Linked DNA regions of Sus scrofa: region 2 is linked to region 1. Evidence: chromatin contacts called from public Hi-C data. All regions are on one chromosome and are shown on one strand. The core of a region is the stretch at or near the end of the contact, and the rest is flanking DNA. Distances in the headings are between cores, read along the strand shown.

Region 1 (6,646 bases), core at 1,423-3,922:
AATCAGAGCTACAGCTGCTGGCCTACACCAGCACCACAGCAACGCAGGATTCTTAACCCACTGAGTGAGGCCAGGGATCGAACCCACAACCTCATGGTTCCTAGTCGGATTTGTTAACCACTGTGCCACAACAGGAACTCCTACAATGCTATTTTATGTGGGAAACTTGAGTATCCACTGGTATGTGTGGATTGTAGTTTGTTAAGTGTGGTCCACAGCCTGTAAACTTTTCACTTGATGTCCAGAAGTTGGGGATGATTTAAAGGCTAGTTTTTTGGTGTGGCTTTCTTAGGTTGTCATCTGGATACTACTTAGTATTTTGGCCCTTGGTAACTATTTACTCTATATTCTTGATATGAAAGTCTAGTTGCTGTAAAGGGCACATAGGCCACAAACTGCTTAGAGATTGATTTAATATTTAATTAAACCTCTTTGCTAATGTGTTCTACCACTGAAAGCTGCCTCAAGACAGATGTTCTAAGTTGGCTTTTTTTTTTTTTAACTTTTTTAAAATGATTTTTATTTCTTCCATTATAGCTGATTTACAGAGTTCTGTCAATTTTCTACTGTACAGCAAGGTGACCCAGTCACACATAAATTATGCATTCTTTTTCTCACATTATCCTCCAGCATGCTCCATCACAAGTGACTAGATATAGTTCCCAGTGCTCTACAGCAGGATCTCATTGTTTATCCATTCCAAAGGCAATATTTGTATCTATTAAACCCCAAATTCCTAGTCCATGCCACTCCCTCCCCCTCCCCCTTGGCAACCACAAGTCTGTTCTCCATGTCCATGAGTTTCTTTTCTGTGGAAAGGGTCATTTGGCTTTTGTTTTTTTTAAGTCAGAACTCTCTGTACAGCAAAGTGACTATCGTTGATGATACTATATTGCATATGTGAAAGCTGCTAAGATAGTAGATCTTAAAAGTTCTCATCACAAGAAAACAAGCACTTATAACTATGTGTGATGACGGATGTTATCTAGACTCATCCTGGTGATCATTTTGCCATGTGTGCAAGTGTTGATTTAATGTTATATGTCCATTATTTCTCAATTTAAAAAATAAAAATAAGGAGTTCCTGCTGTGGGGCAGTGGGTTAAGAATTTGATTGCAGTGGCTTGGGTTGCTGTAGAGGTACAGGTTTGATCTCTGGCCTGGCTCAGTGGGCTGAAGGACCTGGCATTGCCCCAGCTGTGGTATAGGTCGCAGCTGTGGCCTAGATTCAACCCTTAGCCCGGGAACTTTCATATGTTGCAGGTGTAACCATAAAAAATAATAATAATAATAATAAAAATGAGATCAAAAGTCTCTGGGCATGAACTTCTAGGAGGGCGTCAAAAAAGAGGCTCTGCCATCAACAGAGTGTTTCCACGTCTCTCTGAAATATCTTCTACTTCAGTTTTAGTCCTTCTTATCAGTTTTAGTCCTTCAGATACTCCCTTTTACTCTATCTAATGCTTTTACTTACATTTCAGATGCTCCTCTGTTCTGGCTTATTCTATAGTAAAAGTCTTCCTCAGTCACTTTTGTAACTCCAGCTGGGTCCATAATTTGCTTTTAACTAATCTTTTAGAATTTACATAGTTCTTTTTTATTTCCTTTCTGAGTTAACTACATATTGGCTTATCTGTACCACCCTTAAATTTCCAAATAACTTTACTCTAACATCCAGCTTTCTCTCACTGTCAGGAGATCCATGTACAAGAAACAGAAGTTCATTTTCTCTCCTTCCTTTTTTTTTTTTTTTTTGGTCTTTTTAGGACCACACTCGTGACATATGAAAGTTCCCAGGCTAGGAGTCCAATCAGAGCTGCAGCTGCCAGCCTATGCCAGAGCCACAGCAACGTGGGATCCAAGTCATGTCTGTGACCTACACCACAGCTCATGGCAACGCCAGGTCCTTAATCTACTGAGCAAGGCCGGGGATCGAACCCACATTCTCTTGGATTCTAGTTGGGTTTGTTACCACTGAGCCATGACAGGAACTCCAGAAGCTCATTTTTATACGGGCAAAACAAATGGAGACCATTTACTCTCCCCAGTCATCTCTGCTGTTTTGAATCCTCTTCCTTTTGGGCTTGAGGAGTCAGGGGCCAGTTGCATTTCTCATGCATCCAAGAGAAGTAATGTCGGAGAGTTATATAGCCTTGGTTCTGTAAGCAAGCAGCTTATGGGCAGCATGGCACACAGTCCCTCAAGGCCGAACATGAGGGTGAGGGGTGGGTGTGAGGAAAGACAGCTCTGAACATAATGAACCTGCCCCATCCTTACTGGCCGTGCCTTCTGGATAAGAATTGGAATGAATAGTTAACACAGAGCCCTTACCGGGCCCTGCCCTGCCAGAGACTTGTCCAAACTCACGGGTGAGTTTCAGAGGCAAGAGCAGGGCCCAGGAGTCTGAGGCCTAGCATTCTACTGCATCCAATTTTGGAGCCTTCGTGATAATTCAGCTATGGAGCATGGATATCCTCCACTGTGCTTCTCAAGGTCATCGGATACTGTCTCCCTCTGTGCCCACAGTGACCCTGGGATAGAGCCAAGGGGGCGGTGGGAAGGTGTGTGCCCATCGTCTTGCCCATGGCCAGCTAACATTGACTGCCCAGAAAGCGTCATCTCCAAATCTTTGTGGTTAATGAGCTTAAGCTTAGTTCATGCAATGAGCTCAAAAAAGAAACCCACATGTTTCGCATTGTGAAATAGGAAGCATAAAGCCTTCCACTGATAAAGGGACGCAGTGGAGAGGCATGCGAACTTTATCTGTGTCTGGTGTCCCAGACGTGTGTCATTCTCATCAAAGAAGTGTAGTGACCTGAGATTTTTCTCAGGAGATTTTTTTTTTTTTTAGGACCACATCTGTGGCATGTAGAAGTTCCAAGGCTAAGGGTCCAGTCAGAGCTGCAGCTGCCAGCCTACGCCATAGCCACAGCAACATGAGATCTGAGCCGAAACTGCAACCTATACCACAGCTTACGGCAACACCAGATCCTTCACCCACTGAGTGGGAGCAGGAATTGATCCCACATCCTCATGGATACTAGTTGGGTTCATTACCGCTAAGCCACAGATGGGAACTCCCTCGGGTGATTTTTTAAAAATTAAATCAGAAATGATTTAATCAGTAGTGACCATTATTACAGCGTGTCGTATCATTCCCTGTGAGACTATGGTCTTTAAAGTAAATGACCCAGTCATACTTACATATATATTCTTTTTCTCATATTATCTTCCATCATGTTCTACCCCAAAAGATTGGATATAGTTTTCTATGCAATAGGACCTCATTGCTTATCCATTCTCACTGTAATAGTTTGCATCTATAACCCCAGACTCTTAACCCATCCCACTCCCTTTGCTGTACACAGAAATTGGCACAACGTTGTAAATCAGCCATACTTTAATTTAAAAAAAAGGAATGAAAAAAATAAATGAATACCTGTGTCTAACAGATAAGGTGCAAGCATGTTGTCTCTGAAGAACCTTGTGTCACATCTTCTGTGTCTGTGCTTTAGTCCCTCTAACGCCACTCCAAGTGCAGAGGGAAAAGGCAGAATTGAAAACCATGTAATGTACGTAATATTTTCAGGACCCTTTCCCTGAGCCCCACCCCCTCTGTTTTTTCATGATTTCACACTGGAGCCAACATTTGTTGCAGGATCTCTGTATTTGCAGCTGCCCTTTTAAAAGGAGCCCTTTTCCCAAATAAAAGAATTTTTAAAAACCCATAAAAAGTTCTTCATATCCCTTGGGTTTGAGTTATTACTTTTGTTATTGCCATTGTTATAATATTTTGGCATAATGTATTGCTATCTCATCCACTCCCCCACCTTGGTTTTATGGGACTGTATAATTTTCCAGCCTGTGAGTGATTAAAAACTTGTGAAAAACTTAATCTTCTAAGTGTGGATTTTATGGCAGAAGACAGGGAAATTTGGCCTGAGAGGGGGGCCTTTACCAACCTAAAGAATACTTGAAACCCTACAAACCTTATGGAGTAGGCTCGTTTTTAAAAAACATATTTTAGGAGTTCCCTGGTGGCTCAGTGTGTTAAGGACCTAGAGTTGTCCTTGCTGTGGCACAGGTTTCATCTGTATGCCTTGGATGTGGCCTAAAAAAGGGTGTTTTAATTTATCAGCAGGAGATTTGTACCTTTCTCTTCGATTTTATAGGACCCAGTCCCCACACAGCATATGCGTTCATTAATTTTTATTTTTTGGTCTTTTCCAGGGCTGCACCTGTGGCATATGGAGGTTCCCAGGCTAGGGGTCTAATTGGAGCTGTTGGGCCTATGCCAGAGCCACAGCAATGCAGGATCCGACCCATGTCTGCCAGCTACACTACCAGCAACGCCAGATGCTTAACCCACTGAACGAGGCCAGGGATCAAACCTACATCCTCATGGTTCCTAGTCGGATTTGTTAACCACTGAGCCACGACGGGAACTCCATGTATTCATTTATAAATGATCAACTTCAATTGCTTTTCTTAAAGTATGAGCATCAGCATTGCTGCATCTGTCATTTTCATCTTCAGGGAGCCCCAGGGTCACAAATGGAAGCCATTCTGTGAATTTGTTCTCTGAGGAATGAAGGGTGTTCAGATAGGTCCTTGGCTTCAGATCTTGCTGTTATTTGTGACTCAGTCATTGCTGTTAATGTTGCTCTGCTCACTCTGGCTTTTGCCCCCACCCGTACTCAATCCTCCATCACCACCGTTGTAGTTGAACCTGCTGAAGCTGTTGGGAAACTTTCATGCTAAAGCAGCTCAAGTTATAGGTCAGAGGCAATAAAACCACATGAGGCAATGTTTGTGTTTTTTTCCCCGAACAGTAAAGAAGCCAGTCTGTGACATGCTACACACAGAAACACCACAACTTCTGTATTCAGCACTTGGGAATTGCAACCAGAGTGGCCTTATTATTTTTTTTCCCTGACACCTTCTAAAGGGAGCTTCGAGCCTCTCATTCACACATAATCAAGCACAGGCAGCTTGGCGGTGTTTGAGTCAAATTTAGTTGGAGTGGTATTTACTCATGTATGCATTCGGCAGATCTGTGTTGATATACCAGGCATATTATTGGGTGGCAAAACCTCAGATCTGAGAAGATGCCTTTCAGTCTCCTTCAAGAACCTCAGTCTTGGGAGGGGAAAGATGCTTAACAGCAGTCGTAACCAGTGCATAAAAGATGCTGGACTCCATCAGTGGTACCTAATCCCAGGAGACGACGTTAGGGCTTGGAAGCAGGGCTGGAGCTGAGTCTGGGAGATGACTTTCCCATAGGAAGCAGGATTGGATCTGGAAGCGCAAGTTGGAGTGGGCCAGGCAGCTGAGGATGGGAGTGGGCTGGCCAAAATCATTCTGAGCAGAGGGACCAGGGAGAACAGTGCAGTGAAAGCACTGACTGAGGAAGGCAGCCTGTCTGTGAAATAGCTGGTTTTTTTCTGGAGGCTGGTGCACATCAAGGACAGTAGGTGAGGCTGGAAATGGAGAGTGGAGACTGGAGCCACTTTAGGCCATATTTGGGCCAGATGAACTTGATCTCTTCAGCCTTGTTCTTTTTTTCTTTATAGCTGCACCCAAGGCCTATGGAAGTTCCCGGGCCAGGGATTGAATCCAAGTCACAGCTGCAGATCCTTTACCCCACTGCACTGGGCTGGGAATTGAACTCACACCTCCACATCGACCTGAGCCCCTGCAGTGGGGTTCTTAACCCACTGCACCACAGCGGGAACTCCCAGCTTGTTCTTTTAGAATGATCACTCTGAGTATGTTGTTGAGAATGGATGGAGTACAAGGTTGGGGTGTCAAAAAGAGAAATTGTGTAAAAAAGCCATTAAATCCTCATGTGGATTGATGGTCTGAACTTAGACTGATAAGGGGGTGGGGGGACAGGAAAGGAGAGGGGAAGCAGAGAGAGGAGGGTGACTTAGGAATGACTCCCTGGTCTAGGTTTCTGTGTTGGGTGATTCAAAGGACTGAGGTGCTCTTGGTCACCATAGTGAGTACCAAGGATGGTGCAGTTTGCAGGGGAAGATGATGAATTCGGGTGTGGACTTGTGTAACGTGAGACACCAGAAGGTCATCCAGGGCTTGAGGTTTAATGGACAGTTGCACAAGCCTGTGGTTCTGGAATTCCAGACAGAGGCTGAGCTGGAAGTGCAGATTTGCAAGTCTTCCGTGTATTTGAAGCACTTGTGGTGGTTGTGATCTGCCTGGGAGAGTACATGAATGAAAAAAAGAGATGAAGGCCAAGGCAGCAGGCAGAGGAACAGGGGATGGGGTAGTATGATTAAGTGGGGGAAGGTTTTGACAAGTGCGAGGACCCAAAGTGGCAGAAGCCAGAGGCAAAGCAGAATGAGGTGCTTGATGAGATGGGAGCCAGGTGACAAAAGGAATGAGATAGAAAGACAAGGCAGGAGTTCCCATCGTGGCTTAGCAGAAACAAATCCGACTAGTATCCAGGAGGATGCAGGTTCAATCTCTGGCCTTGCTCAGTGGGTTAAGGATCTGTTATTGCTATGAGTTGTGATGTAGGTTGAAGACAAGGCTCAGATCCTGTGTTTGCTGTGGCTGTGGTGTAGACCGGCAGCTGCAGCTCCAATTCAGCCTCTAGCCTGGGAAGTTTCGTATACTGCAGGTGCAG
Region 2 (6,646 bases), core at 1,364-3,863, 110 kb after region 1:
GAAGGTAGGGATGGGCAGCTGCTGAGACTATAAACCTCAGTTCCTATTCTGTCAATCATAATCACACAAAAACACCGATATTTCGGTGGCAGTTTGTCACATTTGTAGTCTCAAATATTTAATCTCAGAAATTTAAATTATCGGAAAGGGAAAAGCGGTATAAATTAAAATGTTCAAAGCAGCCCAGTCCAAACCATCAGGTTCTTCTGATGGCCTTGCTTGTACCTCCAGTCCCACATGTGCTTACCACCCTGTCTCCCTCTAACAACGCTGGTATATGGAGTTCCCTGGCGGCACAGTGGGTTAAGGATTGTCACTCAACCCACAGTGGGTTAAGGTGGCACAGTATGCTTGTCACTGCTGTGGCATGAATTTGATCCCTGGCCCAGGAGCTTCCAATGCCATGGGAGAGGCCAAAAAAGGCGCAGGAAGGCAGGTCACTCTTTGCATCAAGAGTACACAGTTCATTTTGAACACTAAGTGTTTGTTTTTAAAGTAATGTTTGGAGTTCCTGTCATGGCGCAGTGGAAATGAATCCGACTAGGAACCATGAGGTTGTAGGTTCGATACCTGGCCTCTCTCAGTGAGTTAAGGATCCAGCGCTGCCATGAACTGTGGTGTAGGTCGCAGATGTGGCTCGGATCTGGCATTGCTGTGGCTCTGGTGTAGGCTGGAAGCTGTAGCTCCAACTAGACCCCTAGCCTGGGAACCTCCATATGCCACCAGTGCAGCCCTAAAAAAGACAAAAGACAAAAAAATAAATAAATAAGTAGAATAATGTTTCATGGCCCATGTAATAAAGTCCCTAACCTGGTACCGAGCATATGGCATAAGTATTCATGGACTGATGTGTCTGTCTCTGCTTGCCTGAGAGTGATTTCTGCTTTATGAAATTCACGTTGGCAAGGAAAGTGGTTTTTGTTGATGCTGCTAGACCATCTGGGGCTTGCTGGTCTAAATTTGATAGCTCTATTTATATATTGTATCTTTAAGGGGAATTCCATATTTGTGACATTTGTTTGCTGCACTAGAAGTTGTATGAAGTTTTCTGAATCCAAGATAAGAAAAATTTACCCTTGCAAGCCCTGCAACATCTTAATTACTGTGATTTTTTAATAAAATTTAATTTATAAAAATGAAATGCAAATATACTGGGCTCGATCTCAAAGATTCCGGGACACTTTAAAATTTTTATTATTGTTACTGTAGAGGATTTACAGTACATTCAACATTTTATATTAAGTACTTTTTTTTTTTTTTTGTCTTTTGTCTTTTGTGCTTTGAGGGCTGTACCTGCGGCATATGGAGGTTCCCAGGCTAGGGGGTCTAATTAGAGCTGTAGACTCCAGCCTACGCCAGAGCCACAGCAACGCCAGATCCGAGGCCAGAGATCGAAGCTGGAACCTCATGGTTCCAGGTCGGATCCATTTCCACTGCACCATGACAGGAACTTCATATATTAAGTACATCTTGAGAGCATTGGCAACTCTATTCAAAAAAAGGGAAGGCAATCCGCAGATTTAGTGAGCATAATCTATTTCATCCTGCAGATTTTAGAGGGTGCTTAATAAAATGTAAATATTTTATTTCATGCATCTCTAGTGTTCACACGGGTTCTCCCAGGCAGACACTGGGAAATGGACCTCAGTTATTCTACCTTTTAAGACTGTAGAACTTTGTCCCTTTTGCCTTTTAAAAGAATGGTAACAAGTACCCAGCTTGAAGGTGTGGAGAAATCATTTACCCCTGTCCCCACCCTGCTCTGTTATTTGTTACCCATCAAGTTGAATGTTGATCACCATTTGTCATTGATTTAGTGCTGTGGTTTCCTTAAAGTAAAGAAAAGAATTTAAAAAAAAAAGAAAGAAAGAAACTGTGGTATATATATATATATATATATATATATATATATATATAGTGGACTATTACACAGCCATAAAAAAGAATGAAATAATGCCATTTGAGGCAACATGGATGGACCTAGATACTATCAAACTGAGTAAAGTAGGTCAGACAAAGACTTGAAATATTTTAAGTGATAATCACTTAGATGTGGAATCTAATGAAAATGATACAAAATAACTCACTTATAAAATAGAAACAAACTCACAGATTTCAAAATCAATCTAATGGTTACCACAGGTGAAACTGTTGAGGCGAGGGAGGAATTGGAAGGGTGGGAATGATATATACACACTATTGTATAAAATAGATGATTAACAAGGACCTACTTTATAGAACAGGGAAATCTCCTCAACAGTCTGTAATCACCTATATGGGAAAAAAAGAATAGATATATGTAGATGTATGACAGATTCGCTTTTCTGTACACCTGAAACTAATACAGCATTGTAAATCAACTGTACTCCAATACATTTTTTAAAAAGAAAAACCAAAAGATAGAATGAGTGGATTATATCTTTAAAGGAAAATGAGAAACATCATGTTTCTTTGAGAAGGAGAAACTATTTCCACATGGTTAACCCGGCCTGCCCTGTCTTTGCATTACATGCCAGGTCCTGTGCAAACGGGCCCTGTTTTAAATCTGACCTCATACCTCACAAAAAACTATGGAAACAGAAACAAATACCAATCCAGACCAGAGTCTCCAGATTCAGCAAGATTACCCAAGTAAGACTGGAGGCGAGATTGCCATGTACTACCGGGTGACAGCATGCGGTGTCCACTGACTAATAATTCAGGTGTGAACTCGTAATTGGGTTTCCATGCAGTCAAGAAGGTATGACAGACATTAGTCAAACCTATGGCACAAATACGTAGACACAGGAAAAAGAGGTGTTTCGCAAGCGAGAAACACATACAGCAATGAGCAATGAATTTGTGTGTGGGAAGGCCTCCCTGGCATCTGATGGGGGTAGAACTTAACTAGGGCAAGGGCTGGGGTGGGTGGGGTTGAGGAGGTTCTAGTTAAGGAGCAAATGGATAGGATGGAGACAGCAAGAGACGAGAACGAGATGAGGTGAGGGGGGAGGCCAAAGCCAGAGTTTGCAGGAAGCAGCAGGTTGCTTTATGTGATTTCATTTTCTTTATCCTTTGATCAGTGAGAAACCATTAAAGAGTTTAAGCAGAGGGTTTGGTGTGATTAGATTTTCTTTTCGAAAGGATCCTTCCGACTGGGGTTTGCAGAAGAAGTTAGCAGGCAGTACAGTGGGTGTATGTGGTAGCCAAGACGAGAGATGCTGGTAACTTGACTAGGGGGATGCAGAGACAAGGACTAGTTGAAGAGATGGCTTTGAAAGTCATCTAGTAGGTAAACTCAAGAGGGCTTGGTGTGTTAGATAAGATACGAGGAGGGGGGCCCTGAGAGGGAGGGCAATGGGAGGCCCCTGGGATGGGACCTTGTTAGCTGAAGGTTGCAGCATTCATAGAGAAAGGGCCCTGGAGGAGGACCTCTGTACAGGGAAAATGGAGCATCCAGCCCTGTGCACACGTGCTGAGGCCGAGGGTCTGGGCATCTCCTGGTGGGGAGGTTATATTGGCTGGACAGGAGATGTAGAGCTTGAAATGGAGGCTTGGGCTGAAGATATACATGGGAGATCAAGGCAGTCTGAGCGGAACTGAATTCATGGGTGTAGACGAGGCAATGAACTCATGGGTGTGGATGAGATGCCAGGAAGAAAATATGAGGCAAAATAAGGAAAAGGGCTTAAGACTGAACCTCAGAGAACAAGGATCACAGCACTTCACAACCAAGGAGAGAAGGAAAGCTCTGGGTGTGTCTTCTCAGAGGTGTAGTTACCACCAGTGTCCATCATGTTCATTTCCTTCTATTCAGTACTATCGTGTTTTAATGGACACGTTGATGACAGTCGTTATGGATTGTTATACAAGTTGCACATATAAAATTTGTTCTAATTTTTTTTTGTTTGTTTACACAGAGAGTCAGGTACAGAAACTTATGCACAAACCTTACTGTCTTGTGAGTGTGAGTTAACTGACAGGGGTAGACAGAAACTTTTTTTAGGGCCTCATGTGCAGCATATGGAAGTTCCTAGGGTAGGGGTTGAATCAGAGCCTCAGCTGCCAGCCACAGCCACAGCCACAGCAACACAGGATCTGAACTGCGTCTATGACCTACACCATAGCTCACGGCAACACCAGATCCCCGACCCACTGAGTGAGGCCAGGGATTGAACACGAATCCTCACAGATGCTAGTTGCATTTGTTATTACTGAGCCACAATAATAACTGTTTTTAAAAGATACAGGATCTTCTTTAAGTATAATTTTGAATAAAGTCAGTCATTAAAATAGCAAGGAAAGCAGCAGAAGGAACAAGTATTTATTTAGTAGGTGCCTTTTCTGAGCAAGGGCACCAAACTGCATGTTTCACAAGATACAGATGTAGCTGATTTGAGGAGTTCCCTGGTGGAGCAGGGGGTTAAAGATCCCAGCATTGTCACTTCTGCGGCTTGGACTGCTGCTATGGCTCAGGTTTGATCCCTGGCCCAGGAATTTCCACATGCCCCCCAGCATGGGCATGCCCCCAGCACCCCGAAATGAGCTGATATGGTTGGTGAGATCACATATACTTTTCTAGACTGAATGGACAACTGACGTGCTGAAGATACTGAACAGAGTTGACGTGCAAACAAAAGTGCATGTTTGGAAGGCTGGCAGGGGATGGTATCAATATGGCTTTGTGTGCTAGTCTAGACCAAACAGAAGCGCCTCAAAATAGAAGTGCTGTCCAACTGTCGATCCCATATGTCAGGAGGATTTGTCCTGAGCACATTGCAGCCGACTTCCCAGCCGGTACTGTTAGTATCATCTGGTCATAATGGGAGGATAAGGTTACTGACAAAAGATCCCAGGCTGTCCTAAACCCACCAACCCACCAAGCATCTCATTAAGTGGATACTTTTTGCAGTGTAACTCCCATCCCAAGCCAGACGTGTATGGGAATGAACAATAGCAAGAGCCTCCAAGAAAGTTTTCCATAACTAGACTGAGGACCTGATGCCAAATTAACAGTGTTCCCCCTATAAAGTGGGCTAAATAAATCTTCACAGCCCATTAGAAGTGCAAGTTCAAACATTAATGTCTAGCTGCTTTCTGCTAGGATTTGAAAGGGGCAACCAGGATTGCAAGATATGCAAAGAGAGCTCTGTCTGGAAGAAGCTGAGAGTCAGCCAGGCACAGGGTCTTGCTGCAAAAGGATCACCTTCTCTGCAAAAGCGTCTGGCACTGTAGGTCCAATTAAAATCTGCAAACACATGCAGATTGTGTGGGGAACTACAGGTTAAAATGCAACTGTACGCACTCATTATCTGTTCAGTAGATTAGAGAGTACAGGACTCATTTTGGAACTATTCTTGGTAAGATTGCAAAGACGTGCATTCATTCACTCCACCAGTACTTCCTGAGTGCATTCAACTGTTGTAGGTGCAGGTTACAGCTGCCCAGACAAGTGCCTGTGCTCATGGAGATTATGTTCTGGAGGGCTTCCTGCAACCTTGAACACAAAAGTCAATACATAAGATGCTTTCAGATGGGATAACAGGAAAGGAAAAGGGGGTAATGGGGTAAGAAGACTGAGTTGGGGATGCACAAGAGGGCTTTAGTATGGTTGGTTCAAGAAGGCTTCTCAGAGAATGTGATATTTGAACAGGATGGAAAAAATGAAGGGGAACCAGCTGTGAGATGATCTGCAAAATATAAAAGATTCAGGATGAGGGCAAACTCAATGTATTCAAGAGCTAGAAAGAGAAAGCCCTTGGGGTTGAAAGGTCATGGTCAAGGAGACTAAGCAACCAGCTGAGGCTGGAGGGGTTGGGCCTTCCCGGCCCATGGTAGTCCTTCAATAAATGTTTGTCAGACTGACCTGAACAAAGTGTATTGTGTCCATTTAAGCAACGAAGATCAAGAGAAAAACTAAAGTAGCCTGATGCATAGGGAGAAGTATTGTCATAATAATGTATTGATTTCTAGTACATTCTTTACCTCCAGGAATTATGGGTCATTTTGTAAGTAGAGAGAGAATGAGTGTTTAGATCAGCTCTGACATGCAATCTAGAAACAGCAGCGATTTTGTATTTCTTGCTGAAATTTTTACATTTTTACATTTGAAAATACTTTAAAGTAATGCTGTTTTAATTGATGTAGTGAATTATGTTTAAACATACAACTTTTAGATTAGGATTTTAGAAATGCAGAAATAAAATGTTGACATAATCTAGCAGACAGGCAAAGAAGGAACATGGCTCAGTGCTCATATCTTCTGAGTCTGTGTCTTTATGTTGCAAAGCTCAGATGCTACCTTCTGGAATAGACTATACATGCTCTGTTTAAGCCTGGGCTCTGAGGATATACATGTGCTGCAAAAACTATGGTTTGCATGGTTCCCAGTGTAAACTTGTGTAAAACAAGTAAAGTATCTTTATCTGTTTTATATTGAGCTTTATCTGTTTTATATTGTCATATCCAATGACTATGCTATATCCCAGTATAAAAAATAAAGTAACATTTGCCATTTAGTTTTGAAGTATGAATGAATAGTCTGGCTGAGTGATTCTCAGCCTTCACTATACATTCAAATGCTCTGGGGGCATCTTTACAAATATGAATGTCTAGTTTATGTTAAGCCAATTTCTGGGGTTAGTCTTGGGTATTGAGTTTCCCAAGT

What was found. A called contact is a pair of places that touch in the nucleus more often than the background predicts.
Region 2: a Hi-C map of blood shows a contact between it and region 1, with 2.3 times the contacts expected there. A contact is called at or near these places in 6 of 47 Hi-C or Micro-C datasets (adipocytes, blood, fetal heart ventricle and 2 more) and 1 of 2 datasets of targeted methods (alveolar macrophages).

Annotation. Positions count from the first base shown.
Region 1 is chr4:55,454,834-55,461,479 of Sscrofa11.1, forward strand. The region is part of intron 1 of PAG1 (phosphoprotein associated with glycosphingolipid-enriched microdomains 1); the gene reads left to right. Among named protein-coding and RNA genes, the nearest start is that of PAG1, 7.3 kb to the left of the region's middle.
Region 2 is chr4:55,564,723-55,571,368 of Sscrofa11.1, forward strand. The region is part of intron 3 of PAG1 (phosphoprotein associated with glycosphingolipid-enriched microdomains 1); the gene reads left to right. Among named protein-coding and RNA genes, the nearest start is that of PAG1, 120 kb to the left of the region's middle.